Regions from separate parts of the Bicyclus anynana genome. Here region 1 is linked to region 2. A link is a contact called in public Hi-C data. All regions are on one chromosome and are shown on one strand. Each heading gives the region's core, a stretch centred on a gene start, on an enhancer-like site or on the middle of the called end of the contact. The rest is flanking DNA. Distances are from core to core; before and after follow the strand shown.

What was found. Hi-C and Micro-C count contacts between places; a contact is called where the count stands out from the background.
Region 1: a contact with region 2 is called in a Hi-C map of whole larva, with 2.2 times the contacts expected there. The contact joins the enhancer-like site here to the promoter of LOC112051403 in region 2. A contact is called at or near these places in 2 of 2 Hi-C or Micro-C datasets (whole body and whole larva).

The regions. Positions count from the first base shown.
Region 1 is chr4:18,597,075-18,602,108 of ilBicAnyn1.1, forward strand. The region is part of intron 2 of LOC112051403 (ecdysone-induced protein 74EF); the gene reads left to right. The region is part of intron 1 of LOC112051405 (U7 snRNA-associated Sm-like protein LSm11); the gene reads right to left. Among protein-coding and RNA genes, the nearest start is that of LOC112051405, 15 kb to the right of the region's middle. Within about 2 kb of position 1,952, at least 1 of the 8 cell types and tissues checked has open chromatin away from gene starts, as enhancers often do.
Region 2 is chr4:18,513,237-18,518,175 of ilBicAnyn1.1, forward strand. LOC112051403 (ecdysone-induced protein 74EF) reads left to right here and starts at 2,191. Exons shown (of 10, transcript XM_052891429.1): 1 at 2,191-2,402.

The sequences.
Region 1 (5,034 bases), core at 702-3,201, 84 kb after region 2:
AGCGGGTACTTATTAATTAAATTCAATCGGTATATGAAGGTAGTTTCACATAAGATCGTTGTATGGTAAACGGGTAGTTAAGGCAATTGATCGTTCACCTTTACCATAACGAACGTTAGAAAGTGGCGTGTGAGGTAATTGGTAGAAGAAATTGACTTTTCTTGGGACATGTTGAAGTTTCACGTTTGGGATCGCATGTATGATCCTAAACGTACATCGCATGTATGATCCAAAATCACCTAAAATTGCCAATGGATTCATCAAAGCCCGTCATCATGTCTACGAACATATAGAAAATGAAGCTTTATTCTTAGACGGTTAAGAGTATTGACCATTAATTCCCAAAGTAGTCCAGATGAACACCCAGGGTTCCACGGGAGACACGACTGGGGTCTGCGTTGGTGTGACAAAATAATGGGGGTTCACAATTCGTACCCACTAAGAAAGGGTCCACGAAAATTTATCTGGTTCCATACCGAATGGGGATTTCTAAATAAAAAAAAAGGGATTCCTTGTTAGTAGATATAATAAAAGTAACGTAGGATGGAATCACTTTTTTAATTAGTCAACTTTATATTTTCGACATCCTTTCACAATCAATAATTTACTAACGAATCAAATCTCACTCTTTTTTTTTCGAAAACTGTCAATTTCTGTACTTTTGAAAGTGAAATCGATGTAAACCTTTACCCCTATTTCACCCCCTTCTGATTTAATTTTCGTGATTATCCTATAACCTTCTACGTATCACGTCTCAAATCGTGCCAAATTTCAATTAAATTCATTCAGTAGTTTCAGTGTGATGTCGGGTCACGACAGGCAGACAGGCAAAAAAAATATTTTTTTCTTTAGTGTCGATTTTATATAATGCTCTCTAACAAAGAAATTTCAAAATATCTTCAATGTACAGAATTTGAAGTGTAGAATAAACACGATATGAGAGAGCGATACCTTTGGAATGAATGAACTAGAACTGTATGTTACTTGTATACGTATATTTATATAAGTATCTATGTCTATTCTTAGTATAGGTATAAAACTGACCTATGATAATGCAATATACGGCTACATACTAAGTGCCACGGGCAGTATCTAAGCGAGCGTGTTTTATGTTAGCTTCACTACCTACTGCAACATTGCATTCTAATACTTTGTTAGAAACTCGCACAGATTTATGCGTTTGCCATTATATAGAAAAATATAGTCAATTATTAATACCCATGTTATATTTTATCTGTTTGTTATTCATTACTAGCTACTATTTATAGGATGCTTGAATAATCACAGAATGTATGCATGTGTTTGTTTTCAAACCAGGAATCTATTCTATACTAATGAAATAAAGAAGTAAAAGTGAGTTTGTAAAGGGTAATCTCTGAATCCACTGAAACGATTTTAAAAATTCTTTTACCAATGGAAAGCCATGTTATTTGCGAGTGTTACCTTATTTTTTATAATCCGTATATTATAAAAAATAAGGTAATAAAGGCTTTATTACCTTATTTTTACCGGGAACTACGCGGGGCTCTAAAATTCTTAAAATTCTTATAATAACATTCTTCTATTATCCAACTTTTTATTAACTAATTATCGTATCTAAATCGTTGCATCCATTTAGGAATTACGCCACATACAACACTTGCACTCGTAAATACATAGTTAGTTGATAGTTATTATAAACTCGTAGGTTTATAAGAAATATCATGTTTTTTTAAATTAACCTTTTACATTATCTAAAACTAATCTCAAATTAACTAAATATTTAACTAAATTAACGACCAACAACAACAATATATAAACACATATATATATTTAAATCACTATCATGTTTAGAAGTCAAACGTCGCAAGTCAACACAGCCGTGATGTTGAACACATACATACAGACAGGCCTCATGTATCGCATTGTATATTTTATTAGTATTTTCACAGGTGCGTTCTGCATTACTCCGAAAGCGGAGAGCAATGACTTGCGCAAAATACGTCAACCTTTGCTCCATTAAGCAGCAATACAGATCAACAATCATACAGTAGGGTTAAGCGAATGACAAGATAACGGTTGGCTGCGATATTGTTTAATGTTAGTTTAAGATGCTACAGTCTAAGATGATATCGCGCTACTTTAGGTGGAGTATGGTTCATTTCATCTAAACACTTAATTACGTCTTCAGGTAGAAACTGATTTTATATTACAAATTTGCGACGTATACCTATTAGACGATCTTTATCATTATTTTAGCCACTTTAATTAATTGAGGTAAGGTTTTTTTATATAAAAGGAGGATTCGCCCCAAAAACGGTCATATGTACAGCTATAGCATTCAGTAAATCGAAAAAAAATCTTCATATCGTCAAATCAATGATATCATCACGATCCAAGTCGCTGTCCAACTGCGTGATTGACAAACCGTGTGCGTAGTTAAATATGTACAAAAGTGTTAAAAACAAAAGTGATTTAAAACACACGTTTGTGTTTGAAGTGTAGATTCAAAAATAAATTATGCGAAATCGAACAAACTGTTTGCTTTTCACGGCTTGTGGTGTCTTTAAAAAAAATTTATTTTTATTAACCCTCAATTTTTAGCCGATTTCGAATAAAAAGATTCGGCTTTGTAATCGGAAGGCTGATCAGATTTGTAAATTGTATTTTTAACAGCCTATTTTATAAGGAGACTAGCGGACGCCCGCGACTTCGTCCGCGTAAAAATTGATGTAAACTTCTCTACCTCTACCTTACCCTGCTCGTAAACCTACCCAACCCTACCCTACCTTACCCTACCCTACCCTACCCTACCCCTACCTTACTCCTACCCTACCGCTAACGCTAACCCTTCCCTCCCCCACCTTACCCTACCCTAACCCTACCCGTAACCTATCCATACCCTATCCTACCCTACTCCTAATCTACCCCTACCCCTACCTTACTCCTACCCTACCGCTAACCCTAACCCTTCCCTACACCTACCTTATCCCTACCCTAACCCTACCCTACCCGTACCCTACCCCTACCCTACCCTACCCCTATCCTACTCCTCCCCTACCCTATACGTTCCATATCCTTCCCCTACCTCTACCTTGCCCCTACCCTACACTACTCCTACCTTATCCGTACCCTACCCTACCCTACCCTACACTTTCCCTAAATTACCCCTACCCTACCTCTATCCTACCCCTTCCCTACCTCTATCCTATCCCTACCCTCAGCAAAATTGGTCCAGCCTTTTGTGCGTGGTGCAATGACCGAAATAAAATTTCCCAAGCGACTTCTATGCTAATACTATAAAGAGGTATAGTTTGTGTGGTTGTCGGGGGTAATCTCTGGATCTACTGGACCGATTTGGAAAATTCTTTTACCAATAGAAAGCTACATTATTTGCGAGTGTCATAGGCTATGTTTGCTCCTCATATTTATACGGGAACGGGAACCACGTAATTGAAACCGCGGGGCGTCATATAGCGGCATTTCTGCGACTTTCAGAAATTTTGTATTATCTCCGAAACTATATAACTAATTAACATACTGTAAAGGGCAAATCTTATCTCTATAATATCCTTGTGATTATTAAATAATTTATTTTGATAAGGATTTAAGTTTAGTTGTGTAAATAATGACGTAAACCTTAATTTAAAATTTAAATAATTTATTAAAGTACTAAAGGTACTATATCTGCTAAAATATAAAAGATAGATATATGGTGTCGCGGACTTTTTTGTAGAACTTTTAAAGGTTCAAAAAGCCTCCATACATTTATTTCAGTTATACGCAATGGTTGAGGCAGCGCATGCGAATAAGTAAGTTTTTCGGTTCGACCTGTAAGAGAAAACCCGCGATATCTCAGTAGTTATATATGATAGAAATATAAAATATAGCCTATAGCACTCCCCGATAACGTAGCATTCTACTGGTGAAAGAATTTTTAAAATCGGTCCAGTAGTTCAGAAGATTACCCAATTTCAAAAAATTGTTACAAACTTACAAACTTACAAACTTACAAACTTTACCTCTTTATAATATTAGTATAGAAAAAGCCTATAGACTATACCCTGGAGTGGGGCAGAATGAATAGGCTTCCGATGATTTGTTTTGATGATTAGATTTAATTTAGCTTTATATATTTTATCGTTTTCAATAACATAAGCCGTGGATATTCAAGATATGCCCTGTAACAGATCAAAGTTCAGTTTTAATGCCTGTATTAAACAAAACTGCTCGGGCTATAGCTTGACAACTCGCAAAGGTCCACGCGGGCCTGGGCTGCGTGTAGCGATGAATGAAAAAACCACGACTGATACACGTCACTTCCCCGCACGCACGATTTCACACCCGCGCAGTCCTTCCCCCTGTCGCCCGCATATCATGGGAGTGTCATCAACGAACTTGTCAGACTAACACATTTTGCATTAGCTTTAGGGTTTACACAGCACTAAAAATTTTTGAAAATTAAACCACTGACTGAGACTTGGAATCACGAGGTCCTGGGTTCGAATCCTGGGTCGGGCTGTAATACTGAGCTTTTTTATCTTCCTAGACATTTTCAGCTTGGAGCTGGAAGCTGGTGGTGTCACACTCCGTGCCTCAAAGAGCAAGTTAAGTCGTCGTTCCCGGTCACTATCAGATTAAGGAATTTAATTTATCAACTTAAAAGCGCCAACTCGCACTGTAGCAGCGTGGTGGGTCTAAGCTTCATATGCCCTCATAAGGATTGAAGCCTGGACTTGTAGAGGGCGAGCGTCCGATTGTTTTACATAAATATGTATAACCCTATTAATCTTACTCATATGAATATAACAATAAAAACCCATTTGTTGATACAATATAACAATTACGTTTTATTACCCAAGCTAGGTTACTGTGGGTTATTGATATCGAACTGTGTCAACCATACAAAATTGCATGTCCATACTCCGTAGCGCCAAACGCGTCCATTGATTCGATCGGTCAAAGATCCCGCCCCAACATCCAACTCATCTCGGTTACTAACTGATCTTTACGATGCTCGTCAAAAAATTACTAAAATATTTTTCATACCAAATT
Region 2 (4,939 bases), core at 941-3,440:
ATACGGTATTTTTAATAAAATTAAATAGTAAGTAAGAAACTTAGTAGTTTCTCATTTACGAAGGGACGATCGGGGCTTTTTGAGTTCAGATTTTTTAAAAGTTACGCGTAAACTAAATAATTTATAGGACAAAAAGATATCTTACGTTCGTCTATTTACTGAAATAGAGATGGTTTCAAGATTTAACCTGTGAATTCATAATAAATAATTACTGTCAAGAATGTTACGTGTCTTTTTATAGTGCAAGCTCATAATTTCCTCTGAGCAGGTTTTTAAATGTAGCTTGAAGGTTGAGACTTATCGATGACTCCGCGTTTCACAGTGCGATGTACAGTCTCCATTACACATTATAATTGGTGCGAAATTCGCTTTTATTTATCTTTAATTGAACACGAGCACGACGCAGCGACTTGAAAGCAAAATGGATTTCACCGCTCAATACAATGTTGTGCAACACAGGTTCATTGTTTTCAAAATGTTGTCAAACTTTACCATTAAACATCCCATGAGTTAACCCATCAAACAATCGAACAATTAATTATTGCGTTAAATTTTATTTTGTTGCCACTGTCTCATTAGCCCACTGCCTATAGGTCTTAAAAATTTGGATTCTACTTCTTGGTCGTGCTATGAAATATTTCTTACTAGCGCACGCCCGCGACTTCGTCCGCGTGAAATTTAGTTTTTCACAAATCCCTCAGGAACCATGGATTTTTCAGGGAAAGTAATCCACAGTAATATGTGTTAATCCAGAGTAAAATTTATTTCCATTACAAATATCAGCCAAATCGGTTCAGTAGTTGCGGCGTTAAACAGTAACAAACATCCATACAAACTTTCGCGTTTGTAATATTAGTAGGATTTCAAGAAATTTTTAGCAATGTTGGGAAATCGTAAAACTCCTGATTCTAGTGGAAAACCTTATGCGGTCGATCCTGAATCATGATAGTTGGCATTAACGTTTAATAGTGACGATTGCTGGGCAGGGGCGTAGCTCCCGCCATATGAGCCGTATCAATGATACGGGGCCTCCGGACTACAGGGGCCCCTTACGCGTGAATGCTAAATTAGTAAAATGCAGGTAATCCACAATCTTTTCCCCTGGTTAAGCGTGAGCCTAAAAGTTGGAAACGTACGTTAAGTCACTGTCATACTTATATTAAACGAAAATTTTTGTTTCTTTTGTGGGAAATCTTTACCCTTCATTTGGGCCGCCCAACTAATTTTACAGGGCCCCTCCAAGGCAGGCTACGCCACTGTTGCTGGGTCAAATATTATCACCCTAAGTCTGCTAACAAGAATCAGAGTAGGTAACGTGTAAGTGGGTCTAATATCCATCTCTACTCCATTTTTAACCGACAAAAAAAAGGAGCATTTTTTTAATGTTTGTTACCATAACTTCGTCATTTCTTAACCAATTTTGAAAATTCTTTTTTTGTTTGAATATACTTCCAGATTGGTCCCATTTATTTTTCATATTTGCCCGTATTGTGGAGCTTTCGATCACTATTCTAGGACACACAAAAACAGAAAAATAAAATTAGTTTTTATTGCGAAGCTATTGAGGAGAGAGTACCTACAGAAAGTACAAAGGAAGTAGAATCACTACAAAATCTGACTTAACTTTGTCCTTGTAAAGAACAAATTGGTAACTAGTCATATGTAATTGAACGTAAAGCTCTTTCGGAAAAAGCTCGTTTGTAGTTGTTAGTTACTTCTAACAAGAAAATCATGTTTTCTTCACGACAATTTGCATCGCTTTTCACCTCTTTTTCCTAAAGGAAGATTTGGAGCTTAAACCCACCATGCTGCATCAACTGTTGGCGGGCTTAGGATGATATTGTTTGACTCCATACTGGTCACTAACGGACATTAGATATAGTTACCGGAAGAGAACCTGATAATTTATTAATCCGACTAAGGATTCAAACCTCAAACCTAGTACCAAGTCATCTGAAGCCGTTCAATGGATCATTGAGGTGCTTTACTTAAAGTTCATCTTCTTGATGCTTACTCTAAGTCAAAGCTCGCCACCGGTCAGGCCAAAGCCTCCGAGACCTTCGACCCCACACGCAGGCACAAGGACACAAAACGGCACTGATTCAGCTCCCAGTTGACCCGATTCATTAATTTCATGGTATGATAAGTTCCGAAGTTCGTTCAGGCTGGGCCGCCTGGGCGCCGCGCGCCGCCCGGTTCAGTGACTCGAGGACCGACGAGTCGAGTGGACGTGCGTTCGCTCGCCGCGAGTTTATGACAGTGACTTGAGTGCTGTGGACAAAAACGGATTATTTTTCTCCTGGATTCTGTTTTATGGTTATATATTTTTTTACAATTCTGTGCATGTGGACGGATTTTTTTTTTATATGTAACAATTGGATTGCATTTTCACATTGGATGTGGTGAGTGTTTTTGATTTTCTTTTTGCGATTCGGATTGTGGATTGCGTCGCGTTGCAGGTTATGTTTACAAGCTGAAACTGCGATACGCTGTTGATATACAGTACACCTACCTGTGCAAGTACGTATATATATATTAAGTATATAGTGTGAGTATATGATGTGAACTGTACTTATAATGCGATATATATTAAAAACATCGTAAATTTGAAATTAATTACATTTCTATATTTTAAATAATAATGGAAAAAATATAAGTGCTATTTCGGTATATTTCTTTATACGTGTATGATTTAATAACGCACAATTCTTAATTAGCAAATATATTTATAAAGGGTACTTACCTACATTATTAATATACGATTTTTTTAATAATATAGGTAAATGGATAAGGAAATTGTTACGATACTGCGATACGAACTTTTACTAGGTATAAATATATAAAATTACATACTATTTAAGTTAAGTTAAGTTAAGATTATATATATATCTATAGGTCACCCACTCTTAGATATAGTCGTTTTATGATTCAGCATTTTGCAGTGATCTTGTATTCTGATCCAGGATTTAAACTTTCAAGGTTAACATATTTTTTTTACATCATATTATACTTATATATCTACTAGTTATATTATATAATATTGAATAACTGTGTAGTAATATAATATACCTATAATATATAAATTACAAAATTAACATTGCAGTGACAATTAATTTAATTGCAAAAGGAAAGTGTTTCCTACAAATTAGGTTCTCAAAGCCTTCAAGTCCTTCATGTATTTAAGATAGGTGTAATTAGCTTAATAAATTAAACGCATTTAATTATATTTGATAAATAAATGTTTATTTTTATTTTCAAAATTAAAATTAAAATGGCTAAAAATTCTCATAATTTCTCGAAATTTTCATAATTATGTGGAGAAAAAAAGGATAAACTTACACACAACAACTTAACGTATACATTTACTTAGGTACTTGTATTTTTTTTAATTACAAGTACCTAAGTATATCATGTCTAAAAAATCAAAAGGCAATCAATTCAAATTAATTAATTTGAAATAGGCTTCGATAAAAACTAGTTAGAATAGTCAAATCTGTCTGACCACGGGCTTATATAAGATAGGTAGGTATTACTGCGAAGAGTCAACAAGAAAATATAAATGGACCAATTGATTGCAACTAATTTACCACTTTACAGTCTCTGTGCTTATGAAAGCAGAGCCGATTGCTGCCAAAATATTTGTTATTACAAAAAATAAATGACTCAAAATGGACTTAAATCAATTAGATAGAGATCATTTTGAGTTTAAGAGAGACTAACCAACCGCAATTAATTTTTTAAGATATTTTTCATAACTGTTCCTAATTTGTTAAGAGAATATAAAATTTCTTAAGTTCCTAGGTACATTTAAAAAAATGTCTTTTTTTGTGTTGGGCATGTTCCTCATCTTACATACTTTAACTTTGGCAATGTTCTGTTTTCGAGGTTTAGTCCCTTCAGGCTATATCTGTACTGACTTCGGAAAAAATTCCGTTATCATGTCTTCCTTCAAAATTATGTACTTTATTTATAAAAGTATATTTTCTCGTCGTTATCAACCCATATACGGCTCACTGCTGAGCTCGAGTCTCCTCTCAGAATGAGAGGGGTTAGGCCAATAGTCCACCACGCTGGCCCAATGCGGATTAGCAGACTTTACACACGCAGAGAATTAAGAAAATTTTTCTGATGTGTAGGTTTCCTCACGATGTTTTCCTTCACCGTTTGAGACACGTGATATTTAATTTCTTAAAATGCACACAACTGAAAAGTTGGAGGTGCATGCCCCTGACCGGATTCGAACCCACTCCCTCCGGAATCGGAGGCAGAGGTCATATCCACTGGGCTATCACGGCTCTCTATATTATATTTTAATATTATCTAACTATATGTTTTCTGTGCACTTATGTTGGTCGACCCCCTCCAGGTGGACTGTCAATATCAAGCGTATATTTTCTATATATTATATTTTAATATTATCTAACTATATGTTTTCTGTGCTCTTATGTTGGTCGACCCCCTCCAGGTGGACTGTCGACATCAAGCGAATCGCAGTTTCGCTGTATGCAGGCGGCTAAGGATCGTGATGTTTGGAAGTCCCTACAAAAGGTGTATGTGCCTACAAAATTAGCCGATGCATACGACTTTGAGTGAACGTTATTTTAAAATTTATAGGCACGAGTAGCTATTTTGATATAATATCAGCTACTATTACTATAATATTAGTAATTGTAAACCTCAATCAATATGCCATAAATAGGTTTTGTATTAGTAACGAAGACAGATGGACCTATAAGCACTCTTTTAAAAGACTCCGTAAGATCAGCATTGCAGCAGATACTCGTATAATTCCATAGTTTCGAAGAACCATATTTGATTACGCTTCGATTCACTTTCATATTTAAGGAAAATATATATTTTTGTGTGACAAATAAGCAGATAAAGTACGCATAATAAGTACTAGAAAGTTAGGAAAAACATAAGCTAGGAATGTGAGTAA